Linked DNA regions of Zea mays: all the other regions are linked to region 1. A link is a contact called in public Hi-C data. All regions are on one chromosome and are shown on one strand. The core of a region is the stretch at or near the end of the contact, and the rest is flanking DNA. Distances in the headings are between cores, read along the strand shown. Region 1 holds the start of LOC100278747 (21.7 kDa class VI heat shock protein). Region 2 holds the start of LOC103635820 (probable serine/threonine-protein kinase PBL23). Region 3 holds the start of LOC100191473. Region 4 has its middle 17 kb from the start of LOC100285601. Region 5 holds the start of LOC100280297.

Region 1 (2,555 bases), core at 22-2,521:
AATATAAAAGTACCTAATTAGAGACGATTTGGTCCTTCTCCGTCTCTATAACTTCATCAACATTAGCACGTGAATTTTAACCTACACATTAAAGGTTCAATATTTGTATAAAATAAGAGATACAACATGACAATATAACTAATGATTGCAAAAATATATAAGTGAGTCAAACTACTATCAGTCATAGAAACATTTAACAATCTAGTATTTACCTCGTTGTTCACTAGTAATTAGTAAAAAAAATTGAGAAAATGAGAAGCCCTTACACGCTGGCCTGAAACCTGGAAGCCTGGAACTGGAATAGTGAAACAGCAGTACAGCACGCTGGCGGCTGGACGGCTGGTCACTGGGCCTGCGCGAGTGGTCGAGTGTAGTGGGCGTCGGCGTGTGCGCGTCGCTGGCCTGGCCGGTGGCCGGTGGTCGACTGGCCGCTGCCCGCTGCTCGTGCCCTGCCCCTGGCGCGGTGGCGCCTGGCGGCTACGCGCTCGATGCGCCTACCGCCCCTACCTGCGGGCTGCGGCTGGCCGGCTGCAGACTGCGCTGCGCCGCTGTGGTACTGCTGCAGTGCTGCTAGCCTGCTCTGCTCGTCTGCTAGCGCCCCTGCGGGTTGCGGCTGGCGGCTGGTGCCCTCGCACGGTGACAGACACGACGCTGGATGCAGAAAACAGATAGAAGCCTGTTAGAGTTTTTTATGGGCCAAAATGTCTACTACCTATATAAAATTGTTTTTGGCTACGACCCGGGCCACAGCCCAGGTGGTCCAGACCCAATATCCGCCTCTGGTTATAAGGTTTATTATAATTTCAAATTTTATTCCTATACTTGTACTGTCAATGTTGCATAGGCGTTGGCTCGCCATTGTTGATTAGAGTTTTATATGATGGTTGCCAACTGTTGGCGTAAAAATATAGCCACATATCATAGCGTTAGATCGTGGGGCTCGTAGATTGGTGAACTATCAGTCGATTTTCATGATAAAGAACATTGGAGGTTGTTGCTTGATATCTTGTCACTATGAATAGACCAAAAACAATAGTTAATGTTGTTTAGTATTTTTTTTTAGTTAGTTTATGTCATACTTCCGCCCTTTTATTTGTTCAGCTGGTTAGGTAAAAGCTTTTGTAAAAACTTGGCTTTGTGAATTCCATTTCTGAAAATGTAGCGCATTGAGAAATTGATAAGGGATTACAAATGGACCGGGCAAGAATCTGTTCACACTTTAGCAGCCCAGTATGTCCAGTATATATGTGGCGAAAATAAGAAAAGGCGGGAATCATCGATGGCATAGCCAGCGAACGGCAGACGGAATCGCGCCTCCCATCCTCTGCTTTCCCCAAAGGCCAGCTCCACCGCGGCGGCGCCGCTCCTATAAACCGTCAGTTCCCTCTAGGCGCGCTTTCCCCGCGGCAGCCTGAGCAGCCAGCCATGCCGGGGCGGCGGGCGATCGAGGTCCGGCAGCTGCTGCCGGCCGGCGGTGACGCCGCGACGCCGAGGTGGCGCATGTCGCTGCTGGAGAACACGTTCAGCGGGTTCGTGCAGGGCGCCGGCGCCGAAGCCGTGTTCGCGGATGGGTCCCTGTTCAGCCCGTTCCTGTTCGGCAAGTTCTTTGACCCAGCCGACCCGTTCCCGCTGTGGGAGTTCGAGCCGGACGTGCTGCTCGCCGCGCTGCGCCGCGGCAACGCCAGGACCGCCGTCGACTGGGCCGAGACCGACTCCGAGTACTACCTCACAGCCTACGTGCCAGGTACGATCGCTGCTACTGCTAGCTCCATGCTTTCCACATGGCTGTGCACATTGTTCATGGATTAACGGATATGCTTGTACAAGACGCGAAATAATGGTTTATGGTTTTAGAACACTCAGCAGAAAGAAACATCAACATTTAATATTCCTCTGAAATGTTCAGATTGCAAATTGATATGAGATTATTTCCATTCAGCGGTTGTAGATTAGATTTAGAACTCTGTGACAATATGCTTCCGTGTAGTTGCTAGTATCTGTGAATTTTGATGCTGCGTGTTCCGCTTCCACCAGCTAATGCGTTACTGAGCGAGCCGGCGTGACAGTAAAATCGCATTGGCAGTGTGCCGTCCATCCATCCATCCTTCAGTATTCAAATGCTATGCTTTACAGCTTTCCAGATAGATATTTTGCAACTAGCGGTTGCTATTGCTAGAGCCCAGAAAGAGAGGGTGAAAGCAACAATAAGGCCCCCTTTGGCAGGGCTCTCTCGGTGGCTCTTTTTGTGGCTCTTCGTGAAGCCGTACCAAACGGTCTTAAAAAAACGGCTCCTCACCGAGAGCCATCAAAGAGCCAGAGCCGTTTTGCTATTGGGAGCCGAAGCACGAGAAAACAGGCTTCTAACGGCTCCTTCTATCCGGCACACAATAATGTTTCACGAAATTACAGTCTCTGCCACCGTCTCCACGTGAGAAGCTGTTTTACCAAATGAATTACAAAACGGCTCTGGCTCCTCTATAGAAGCCAAGAAGCCAGAAGAGCCAGAGCCGAAGCTGTTAGAAACCCTGCCAAAGGGGGCCTAAGTCATGTGTATC
Region 2 (2,555 bases), core at 23-2,522, 250 kb before region 1:
AAGTGGCTGGGATTTCGGACTGAGATCTATATATATGTATATAGAATTAATTCAGATGGAACAATTTTTTTTTAAAAAAAAAACAGGTAAAAACAGTTCATGAGCATACAGGTATAGAAAAGATATTTGACGATTGAGAGTTTGTTTTGTATTACCGAGGAGATGGTCTTGCAGTGAACCGAGTGACATGTACTCGTACACTAGGATCCTCTGGTCACAGTCTGTGCTGTACCCGACCAAGGTGACTAGGTTTGGATGGTGCAGCAGGCTAAGCATCAGCACCTCGACGAGGAACTCACGGTTACCTTGCAGCCCATCTTTGTCGAGCTGCTTAACCGCTATGACCTGCATATTTAACATGTGTTTCTTCATGGCCTTATTAGTTTAAAAAAAAATTTAATGGAACGTGCACAAGGAATGAAATGCTCATTTATTACTTCCATGGTGTCTGGAATGCATCCCTTGTACACCCTCCCGAAGCCGCCCTCGCCCAGCAGGTTTTCTGGGCAGAAAGAGTTGGTGGCGTCCACCAGTTCACGGAACGTAAACACCCTGCTGGGGATGTTGTGGTTGCCGATCCGCAGTATCTCCCCTGCTGCTGCCCTGTGCTTGGGACTGTCTGCTGCATGTAAAAAGAGTTGCTGAGAAGCACGTCCCTTTTTCATGGAAAGCCTTGTCGATCGATCTGTTTCCGTCGTACGTACTAAGCAGAATCTCAGGGTGAAATTTAAGAAAGAAAATTTCTTCTTACTCGAGAGCGAGATCTCCTCCACTAGGGCTGCCAGCCCGTTCTGCTCATTCTTCGTCTTCTTTTTCTTCCGCGCCTTCTTCGTCCACTTGCACTTCTGCGGCTCGGGGATCGTCGCCGCCGTGTTCGTCCTCTTCTTCTTCGCCTCCGACGTCAGGGGCTCCTCCGCCTCTCGCACCGCTCCGCCGCACAAGCCACGGGCCAACTTCCTCTTCGCCTTCCTCTCCGCGTCCGACGCCTCCTGCTGCGCGGCCGCCTTATTGCTCGTCGTCGTCCTGCCGCCGCAGACGGAGCGGATCCACGAGCAGCAGCACGCGCACCTTAGTAGGTTGCAGCTCAGGATGTTCTTGCAGCCGCATCTGTTGGCGGAGCTCAGCAGCCCCATGGAAATTGCCGGATCGACGCGAGAGTGGGCGAGCACCCTCGTGCCGATCCCTGCATGCAAACGAACAACAGCAAGGGGTCCTCCCCCCTTGTCTCTTTGGTTCTCTCGTTCTCTCGTTCTCTGGCCAAGAAGCCATTTTTTCGTCCGCTCGTTTTCCCTCTTTTTAATCGCTGTTGGTTTTAGTAACTGTCTTACCGCGCCCCGATCTTTCGCATGAGAAATAGGAGTCTGTTTTCACCCATTGGCTGGGATGTGCTCATGTGCTCAACCATGCATGCATGATGCATATGGGTGTTATGCTTCGGTTGGGAAGAAGCATATATAGGATGAAACCATCAGCAGCGCTGCGTACAATACCTGTCTTTGATCAACACTGTGTTTGCTGAACCGCTGTAGAACTAACTGTTCAGAGTCACTGCTGCTAGCTGGACTGGACAACAACAGTGGAACTGCTCAGAGCTGTTGTAAATTGAAGGGGCAGCAATGCGTTAATTGAGGAAAGCAAACGGCGTAAAAGGACAGCAATATGCTACCTGAATCATCCAAACAAAATCAGTTGATCATTACATTGTAACAAATAGCGTCGTTTTTCTTTACGTTACCATTATCTCATTGTGTTTGCTGAGCCAAACGCCACCAATATGGAGGCCCGCCCCTCTCATTTCTCTATATAAAAGTCTTACGAACATACAATTAAATAAATTATCGTTTTATGCACAAAAATAACTTTTATTAGATACAATAAAATCCTTTAATGTTTATAAGTCAAACACATATATACTTGTACTTGATATCAAGTTGAAAAGTTTTTTCCTGACATTTTACACTTGATATCACTTAGTGTCGGGTAAGGTAAGAGTTTGGGACAAAAATTAGACTTTAGAATATATACTAGAGCAATGGCTTCGAGCTCCGGCTCTCCAACTTCTTTAAAGAGAAACTCAATCCTCAATATTAGACCACTCACCCCAAGGAAAAGGCTCCAATTCGGATGGTGGATCTTGACTTATCTAGGAATCTGTTCGACTCCTATTCTTCCTTATCGAGGTTGATCTCTTCCTTCTCGGGCCTTGGTGTTACCATCCGAGTTGGGGTCATATAGTTAAGACAGATTAGGTAAACCAAATAGCTTAGTAGGTAGAATAGATAGCTTAATAGGTGGCTTAATATAAATGAGAGTAGGTAGAATCAGGTTTAGTTGTTTTCCTTCCAGGTTGGGCTAGATAGGTCATACAACCCATGATATAGGTTAGGTTGTTGTTTATGGATAGGTCTAAGTCACTAATTTAGGTTAAAATATGTTTATAGGGTCTAATTTATTGCACCAGTATTAACTAAACTGATTAAGTAACTCACCTCAGATTAAATCGGATCAAATTAGATGGATTCTAGATTAACTTGGTATGATTAGATTAGACTAGA
Region 3 (2,555 bases), core at 27-2,526, 220 kb after region 1:
GATCGGACTCCCCTTCAGTTCTTCAACCAGTTCTTCAACCATGGTTAATAGTCCATGCAAAGGACTGCTTCGTTTCAACCGCACGCAAAACAAAGCTGAAGCTATCAGTTTAGCGTACTGGATGGAAGGCCAAACTCGTCCTCATCGCCACCTGTAGCTGTCAAGCCAAGGACATCTTTGCCTTTCGATGATCAGTAGTAACACATACTCCCTTCGGTGCAATAAAAGAAGTCATCCTGCGCGTAGGTCTGGGATTTAGACGTTGTTGCCCCTAGTAATTGCACAAAAAAAGATGCATTTAAGAATCGAACTTGAGACCTCCAGTCTAGAATGCCTTGGAGCTGCTGCAGCAACCAATCAAGCCTAATTGTTTTAGTGACGTTAATGCACCCATATTCCTATTTAATAGGGGCAAACAGGGAAAACTCTATGATAATTAATCACTCCTTGGTATGCACAATCAAGTCCTAAACGACTACCTTTACTGCACTGGAGGGAGTACACAGCAGCAGGACACGAGGAGATTTTAAGGCTCTCGCTGTTTCCCCAGGAGGACCGATCGAGGCCGTCCGTCCTTGGCACCTTGCAGTTGTTCGATGCGTCGGCTCGGACCGGCGTGCAGGAGGGCGATCATTCCATTCCATTCCAGCCATGTGTCCCCCCATCCTATCCTCTGACGTATCTTTGTTGTAAAGCGGCAGCCTCCATCAATGATGCCCGCCGCAGGCAAAGGAGAACCCGTGCCGCCGGCGGATTGGCTGCTGCTGGACCGGCGGTTGCCCGGTCCCTCGGCGCCCCCAAAAGACCGGGGGCCACGCAAGGCGAGTTGACGCGTGCATGGATCATGGATGTGACGACCTTCGTCTTCCCCGGCCTGTGGGGTGTGGCTTCGCCCTCAAGCCTGTCTCTGCATCCATCATTCGCGACGGATTTCTAGCGCAACAGAGCACACCTAAGACTTCAAAGTTCAAAACTACGTAGTTCAAAAGCAATGGGCCCTGTTCTCTCTCTCTCTCTTTTTGGTCGTCCAAGGGAATGGCCCAGTTATGGGAAGAGCCGACGTCGTGACATGGAAAGAAAGTTGTATCAATGTATGGCCCAGATTGAGCTAAAGAGGCCAGATATAATGCTACCGAAACTCGACCAGCCCATCGCAGCCCGGCTTACACTTAAGCCGACGGGTCTGTTCGTATGGGCCTGATCCGAAGCCCAGATCTACCACTAAAACTGCAGTGTCCGTCCCAATGGCAATGACGGACTGACCAGACGCCTGACCACGACACGAGCCAACCATACGGGTGCTGTCATCTTGTCCACCCCGTGCGACTGCGAGCTCGTTGCTCCGCTAGTTCACTCGCCGCGACGCGATGGTTCTGACTCTGCTGCTGCTTCTGCTTCTCCCCGCGGCTTCCCGCGCCAGGGACACCATCACGCCGGGCCAGCCGCTGCGGGGAAACGACACGCTCGTATCGTCCGGCGCCGGCAGCTTCGTGCTCGGCTTCTTCTCCCCGCCGGGCTCCAACAGCACCTACGTCGGGATCTGGTACGCCAAGGTGCCCGTCCGCACCGTCGTCTGGGTGGCCAACCGCGCCGCCCCCGTGCGCGGCGCGGCGAGCGAGAGCGCCGGCGCCACGCTCTCCGTGTCCAGCGAGTGCGCGCTCGCCGTGGCGGACGCCAACGCCACGGTGGTGTGGCGGTCGTTGTCGTCGTCTTCCCCGCGGCCGTGCGCGGCGCGGATCCAGGACGACGGCAACCTGGTGGTGTCGGACCAGCGCGGGCGGGTGGTGTGGCAGGGGTTCGACCACCCCACCGACACGCTGCTCCCGGGGATGCGGCTCGGGGTGGACTTCGCGGCGGGGGCGAACATGACGCTGACGGCGTGGGCGAGCCCCTCCGACCCGTCGCCGAGCCCCGTGGTGGCGGCCATGGACACGTCGGGCGACCCGGAGGTGTTCATCTGGAACGGGCCGGCCAAGGTGTGGCGGTCGGGGCCCTGGGACGGCGTGCAGTTCACGGGAGTCCCGGACACCGTCACCTACAAGGGCATGGGCTTCAGCTTCCGCTTCGTCAACGACGGGCGCGAGGCCACCTACAGCTTCCAGGTCCGGGACGCGGGCATCGTCTCGAGGCTGGTGCTCAACAGCACGGGCGTCGGCGGCGGGCTGATGCAGAGGTGGACGTGGCTGGATGTCGCCGGCGCGTGGGCCCTCTACTGGTACGCGCCCAAGGACCAGTGCGACGCCTTGTCCCCGTGCGGGCCCAACGGGGTGTGCGACACCAACAAGGTCCCGGCCTGCTCCTGCCTCCCCGGGTTCACGCCGCGGTCCCCGGCGTCGTGGGCGATGCGGGACGGGCGGGACGGCTGCGTCCGGGCCACGCCGCTGGACTGCGCCAACCGCACCGACGGCTTCCTGGTGCTGCCGCACGCCAAGGTGCCCGACGCGACGCGGGCGGTGGTGGACTTCAACTCCAGCCTGGAGCAGTGCCGGCAGCGGTGCCTGAGGAACTGCTCCTGCACGGCGTACGCCAGCGCCAACCTCACCGCCGCGCCGGGG
Region 4 (2,555 bases), core at 26-2,525, 200 kb after region 1:
CACAAAGCCCGAAAGGCCGACTCGAAGCCCATTTTTGTGGCCTGGTAAGAGCCTGACCATGCCCGCTTTATACGGGCTCAGGCACATCAGTTACGAATAAGCGGACCATGTCCGGACAGAAAAATGAGCCCGACGTGTTGGCCTGACCCGTTTAATGCTAGGGTCACATAGCCTGCCTTTTGGTCCGTTTAGCCCACTTTTTGGCCCATTTAGCCCACTTTTTTCGTGCTCGGCTTGACTCGTTTAGGACCGTACCGTGCCCCGCCCATGCAAGAAAATGGACCCACGGGCTTGGAAGGTCTGGCCCAGTTTTCCAACCGTGTCTGGCGGGCCGGGACCAAATTGGCTCGGACGACTCGTTTGTACACGTATACCGTAGGGGGCTCAGCTCAGGCTCGCCACTGGTCACTGCACGCTCGCCCGTGCTACAGTTGTGCCTGCCTTACCGCGACACCGTTGTAGCTCACAGTCGTGGTTCTTGCCCTATATAGATAGCATGCGTACAAGTTACAAGTCGGTCATTGTTCGGCTGCCCTGCAACCGCAATTAATGCAGCTGTAATCCATATAGACAAAATATTATAGAAGTCGCATCCGAAGTCGGATTAAAGCCACAGCAAACCATAGCGAACAAGCCGAAACTCCGACAATATCAACACATACAAGGTCACGCACGATCCTACGACCCCTTTTGAAGTGCCCGTTCGTTTTAATATATGGATTGGAGAGGGTTGGATGCGTTTAGAGGGGGATTGAGTGGTATTTCACGATCGCCTTATTTCTGACTCCAGATATATACGTGCAGATATATATTCCTTAATCATGCATGCACACCTGCAGGGGTGGTGGGTCACAGCAGAGGTAGCCGTGCACGCACGTGCAGGAGGGGGAACATGTGGGGTCTAGGCCTGCTCATCATCCCAGCAACCATGCACGGGCGGTAGGGAGAAGAGCGCAGTGTCGTCGTTAGGTGATGCACGCACGCATGTCGTCGTCGTTCCCGTTTGTCGCGAACCAACGTCCAGCAAAGCCCTGCCCATGCATGTCCGCGGTTCACCCTTCCAAAGTTCCAATCTCCGGTCCGCCGTGTCCATCAGCAGCTGCAGCTGCATGCATCGATCGGACCACCCTCCTCGCTACAGGTGCATATACGTACGCACAGGCACAGTTCAGTCGACACGTTCCTCCGCCGCATCCAACGACGACAGTGCACGCGCGCGTGCTGCTAGCTAGCTAGCTCCACCGTACGTACGTGCACCAGCAGTGGTCGCCTACACAGCCCTACATCTGCATGTGCTTGGCGCGTCGCTGTAGTGCACAGAGCAGAGCAGAGGTGGTGGTAGGACTTGCTGTCGCGAGTCGCGTCGCGACGCACGGATAGATGCTTGCCGGCAAGCGGTGTCGCCGCGTAGCCCGAGGAAACGAGAGGGGAGCTAGCTATAGCGCGCCCCGTGCGACGGCGACGGCGACGCGCACGCGCCGGGGGACATTCCGATCTCGCCTGGGGATTCCCGGCCGTCGCTGGGTCGCCACAGCCCTCTACTAGTAGCCCGGGCGGCACGCGGCTGCCGCCGTTTTGCACGCGCGCGGTCTGATCGATGATGGGGATGGCCGGCCTGCAGCCCAGCGACTGCACTGCACTGCACTGCACCGGCGTTTTCTTCAGGCCGGCAGACAGCAGGCGCTACTGCTACTGTTGTTTCCGTCTCGTGTAATAAATTTCAGTGTGACAGGGCGCGACGCTGTGCTGTGCGTCCGGACTCCGGATGGAGGCACGCACAGCGGGCTAGTTTGTCGGGCTACGGCCTGTAGGCCGCGGCCAAAGTCGTCGGCCGGGCCTCGAGACGTCGCACGTCAAGTTGGGCCCAAAACATTCGACCCAGTTCGTCAATGCCGAACAGTCCGGCTGAACTGACCTGAGGTGACGGTAGATTGTTTCGTTCACCACCCCATTCATCATTTCGGATGAGGCCAATCATCCTGCCTGCCCTTCCGGCGGTGAACAGAGAGGTCCTTTCGAACATTTCCTTTCCTTATCTTTAATGCAGGACAGAAACGACACATATGAGTGTATCCACGTCAGCTCAAAACTTCATAGTCGTTGGATCGTCGTTGGTTCATTTTCCCTCGCTTGATTTCCCGTGCCCTCCTCGTTCTCGTCACCTCTGGAGACTTCCACACGCGGCTTAAGCTCCTCGTCACCCCTCGGCTCTCGTCCTCGGAGAACGCGCGCTCGTCTGACGGCGGAGATGGCGCTGCAGCACCTCGTCATGGACCAGAACAACTAAGCCTCGGACGACGCCTCGTGGTCCAACCCCCTCAAATCCCTCACCGACGCCTTCCTCGGGCAAGTCCTCCAAGATGCAGCCTCAAGTAAGCCTCCGTAGCCACCTCAGTGTCGTCATCAGTTCAGCAGTCTCAAGCCTAGAGGATTAGCCGATGCCGCGGTGGCTTGGATCGTACCGCTTAGTCTCAGTGGTGGTTGTGGATTCACGGAGCGATTGAACTGAACTGGCCCTGCTGTTTACACGCGCCCAAGAGAATTATTACTGATCT
Region 5 (2,555 bases), core at 17-2,516, 130 kb after region 1:
ATAAGTGACAAAGACAAAAGGTATTATTAAAAAACACCTACCATAGGGTTCAAACCCACAACCACAATGTTAAGAGCCTTATTTTTACCAACTAAGCTAGACCAGCTTTGTGTATAGAAGTGAACTCGGCGCCAAGATCTATGGCGCCGAGCTCGGTGCCACGTCGACGCCACGGCATCCGTTTGTGCCAACGCAACACGTACCTCGGCATCATAGCCTATGGCGCCAAGCTGTGTTACCTCGGCGCCATAGGCTATGGCGCCGAGCAAAGGGTCAAAAATGACATTAAAATTTTCTAAGGTCCAAACGTGAATTTTTTTCCGAGGGAGGGTCAAAAAGCAAAAAATTTGGTCGCCTGTAGAAGGCAGAAGCCAGCAGCGAAGACCGTAGAAGGCAGAAGCCAGATGCATGCCGTTGCCTGGCCAATAGTGGGTGCTAGAGCAGCCGAGCAGCCCACCGGAATCTCCAAAATTGATAAATAACAAATGCTAATGACTAAACCTAATTAGTATTACTAATGGGCGAGATATTTGGCCCCCAAAAAATGGAGGCCCTATTCGGGCGTACAGGGTGTATATGCGTGTGCACGGCCCTGATGTAACGTATATGTATTTGGACATAATCTGGATAAATAGAGACCCTACTGATCTTGGGGACATGAGCAGTCGCATACCCTGCATACCCTCAGAGCCGGTTCTGATGGAGTCTATGGCAGTTCTTGCCACTCTCCGTCGATATCGATCTTCTTCTTCTTCTCATGATCACACACAGATCAGATCACGCAGATCGTGTGTCTGAATCGCGCCGGAACCGAACGGTTTCGCTACTTGTTGGGGCCCTGCACGTCATTTACGTGACTCATCATCATAGAAACCACGCCTTCTTCCGTGCGCGTCGAACCAACACACGTCCATCAGCTTCATCACATATTGTCGTCATAATTAATTATTAAAAGCACTTCTTGGTCAGTACACACAGTACGTGGGAGTGAGTGAGTGAGTGATTTCTTTTTCCGAAACAAACACACGCTCTGTAATGCACATTATCCAGAATATAATCTCGGGGGGGGGGGGGGGGGGGGGGGGGGGTTGGCCCAAAGCGATATATATATATATATATTCCATTTGGTACGCACGGGGACAGGCGCTACGAGACACGAACAGCGGCAGCACGGAGCAGAGACGACGAGCCCGAGCCCCCGGCCCTGCCGCTGCCCATCTATAAATATCGCGCACCCACACCTCGCTCCTGTCACACAAGAACACACGCGAGCTCCAGATCGCACTTGCCAGCCTTGAGCCACTAATCACCTGGCAGCACTCTACACGGCGAGAGGGAATCGAGGAGAGCTTACGAGGTAGTTAGTAGCTACAAGACACAGCACCATAGGCATGCCGGAGGCGCCGGTCGTCACAATGCGAGACACGGCGGCGGCGGCGCCGCCCGCGACTCACCGCGACCTGCTCGAGTACATCGAGCGCGTGACGGCGGGGGCGGCCCAGGTGCAGCGCCGCGTCCTGTCGGAGATCCTGGCGCAGAACGCGCCGGCGGAGTACCTGCGGCGGCTGGGCGTCTCGGGCGCCGCGCCGGGCGCCGTGGAGGCGTTCCGCCGCGCCGCGCCGCTCGTCACCTACGAGGACATCCTGCCCGACGTGCTGCGCATCGCCAACGGGGACACGTCGCCCATCCTCTCCGGCAAGCCCATCCGCGAGTTCCTCACCAGGTGAGCCAGCCTGCCTGCCCCGTGCCGTGTGAGGAGGTCTGTAGTGTGTGTATGTGCATGTCGACGTCGCACGCGCGCGTGAAGAGTGATAGTAATAATGGCCGTACCCGTACGTGCGATGATGGTGGCAGCTCCGGCACGTCCGGAGGGGAGCGCAAGCTGATGCCGGCGATAGCCGACGAGATGGACCGGCGGTCGCTGCTGTACAGCCTGCTGATGCCGGTGATGAGCCAGGCCGTGCCGGGGCTGGACAGGGGCAGGTGCATGTACCTCTACTTCGTGAAGGCGGAGTCGCGCACGCCGGGCGGCCACCCGGCGCGCCCCGTGCTGACGAGCTTCTACCGGAGCCGCCACTTCCTGGAGCGCCCGCACGACCCCTACACCGTGCACACCAGCCCCGACGAGGCCGTCCTCTGCGTGGACGCGTACCAGAGCATGTACGCGCAGCTGCTGTGCGGCCTGGTGCACCGCGCCGACGTGCTCCGCGTGGGCGCCGTCTTCGCGTCGGGCTTCCTCCGCGCCATCCGCTTCCTGGAGAAGCACTGGCAGCGCCTGTGCCGGGACCTCCGCAGGGGCGCGCTCGGTGCCGAGGTGACCGACCGCTCCGTGCGCGCCGCCGTGGCGCGGGTGCTCCGCGCCGACCCGGCGCTCGCCGACGCCGTCGAGGCCGAGTGCGCCAGGCCGTCGTGGCAGGGGATCATCCGGAGGGTGTGGCCCGGCACCAAGTACATCGACGTCATCGTCACCGGCGCCATGGCGCAGTACATCCCCACGCTCGAGTTCTACGGCGGCGGGCTGCCGCTCACCTGCACCATGTACGCGTCCTCCGAGA

Evidence for each region. Hi-C and Micro-C count contacts between places; a contact is called where the count stands out from the background.
Region 2: a Hi-C map of bundle sheath shows a contact between it and region 1, with 2.4 times the contacts expected there. The contact joins the promoter of LOC103635820 here to the promoter of LOC100278747 in region 1. A contact is called at or near these places in 4 of 25 Hi-C or Micro-C datasets (bundle sheath, ear, leaf and 1 more).
Region 3: a Hi-C map of tassel shows a contact between it and region 1, with 5 times the contacts expected there. The contact joins the promoter of LOC100191473 here to the promoter of LOC100278747 in region 1. A contact is called at or near these places in 4 of 25 Hi-C or Micro-C datasets (bundle sheath, ear, leaf and 1 more).
Region 4: a Hi-C map of ear shows a contact between it and region 1, with 3 times the contacts expected there. The contact joins the enhancer-like site here to the promoter of LOC100278747 in region 1. A contact is called at or near these places in 3 of 25 Hi-C or Micro-C datasets (bundle sheath, ear and leaf).
Region 5: a Hi-C map of leaf shows a contact between it and region 1, with 2.9 times the contacts expected there. The contact joins the promoter of LOC100280297 here to the promoter of LOC100278747 in region 1. A contact is called at or near these places in 5 of 25 Hi-C or Micro-C datasets (ear, endosperm, leaf and 1 more).

The regions. Positions count from the first base shown.
Region 1 is chr8:124,546,328-124,548,882 of Zm-B73-REFERENCE-NAM-5.0, forward strand. LOC100278747 (21.7 kDa class VI heat shock protein) reads left to right here and starts at 1,272. Exons shown (of 2, transcript NM_001151924.2): 1 at 1,272-1,744. The coding sequence starts at 1,426. It overlaps LOC103635823 (a long non-coding RNA gene), which reads right to left and starts at 635. Exons shown (of 2, transcript XR_557645.4): 1 at 267-635; 2 at 1-81.
Region 2 is chr8:124,292,158-124,294,712 of Zm-B73-REFERENCE-NAM-5.0, forward strand. It overlaps LOC103635820 (probable serine/threonine-protein kinase PBL23), which reads right to left and starts at 1,273. Exons shown (of 5, transcript XM_008658199.4): 1 at 752-1,273; 2 at 438-619; 3 at 156-345; 4 at 1-26. The coding sequence starts at 1,133.
Region 3 is chr8:124,770,029-124,772,583 of Zm-B73-REFERENCE-NAM-5.0, forward strand. LOC100191473 reads left to right here and starts at 1,277. Exons shown (of 7, transcript NM_001353503.1): 1 at 1,277-2,555. The coding sequence starts at 1,368.
Region 4 is chr8:124,748,151-124,750,705 of Zm-B73-REFERENCE-NAM-5.0, forward strand. No RefSeq gene overlaps it. Among protein-coding and RNA genes, the nearest start is that of LOC100285601, 17 kb to the right of the region's middle. Within about 2 kb of position 1,276, at least 20 of the 20 cell types and tissues checked have an H3K27ac peak or open chromatin away from gene starts, as enhancers often do. A contact at or near this core is called in bundle sheath, ear and leaf, where this site is marked.
Region 5 is chr8:124,675,094-124,677,648 of Zm-B73-REFERENCE-NAM-5.0, forward strand. LOC100280297 reads left to right here and starts at 1,267. Exons shown (of 3, transcript NM_001153224.1): 1 at 1,267-1,723; 2 at 1,855-2,555. The coding sequence starts at 1,392.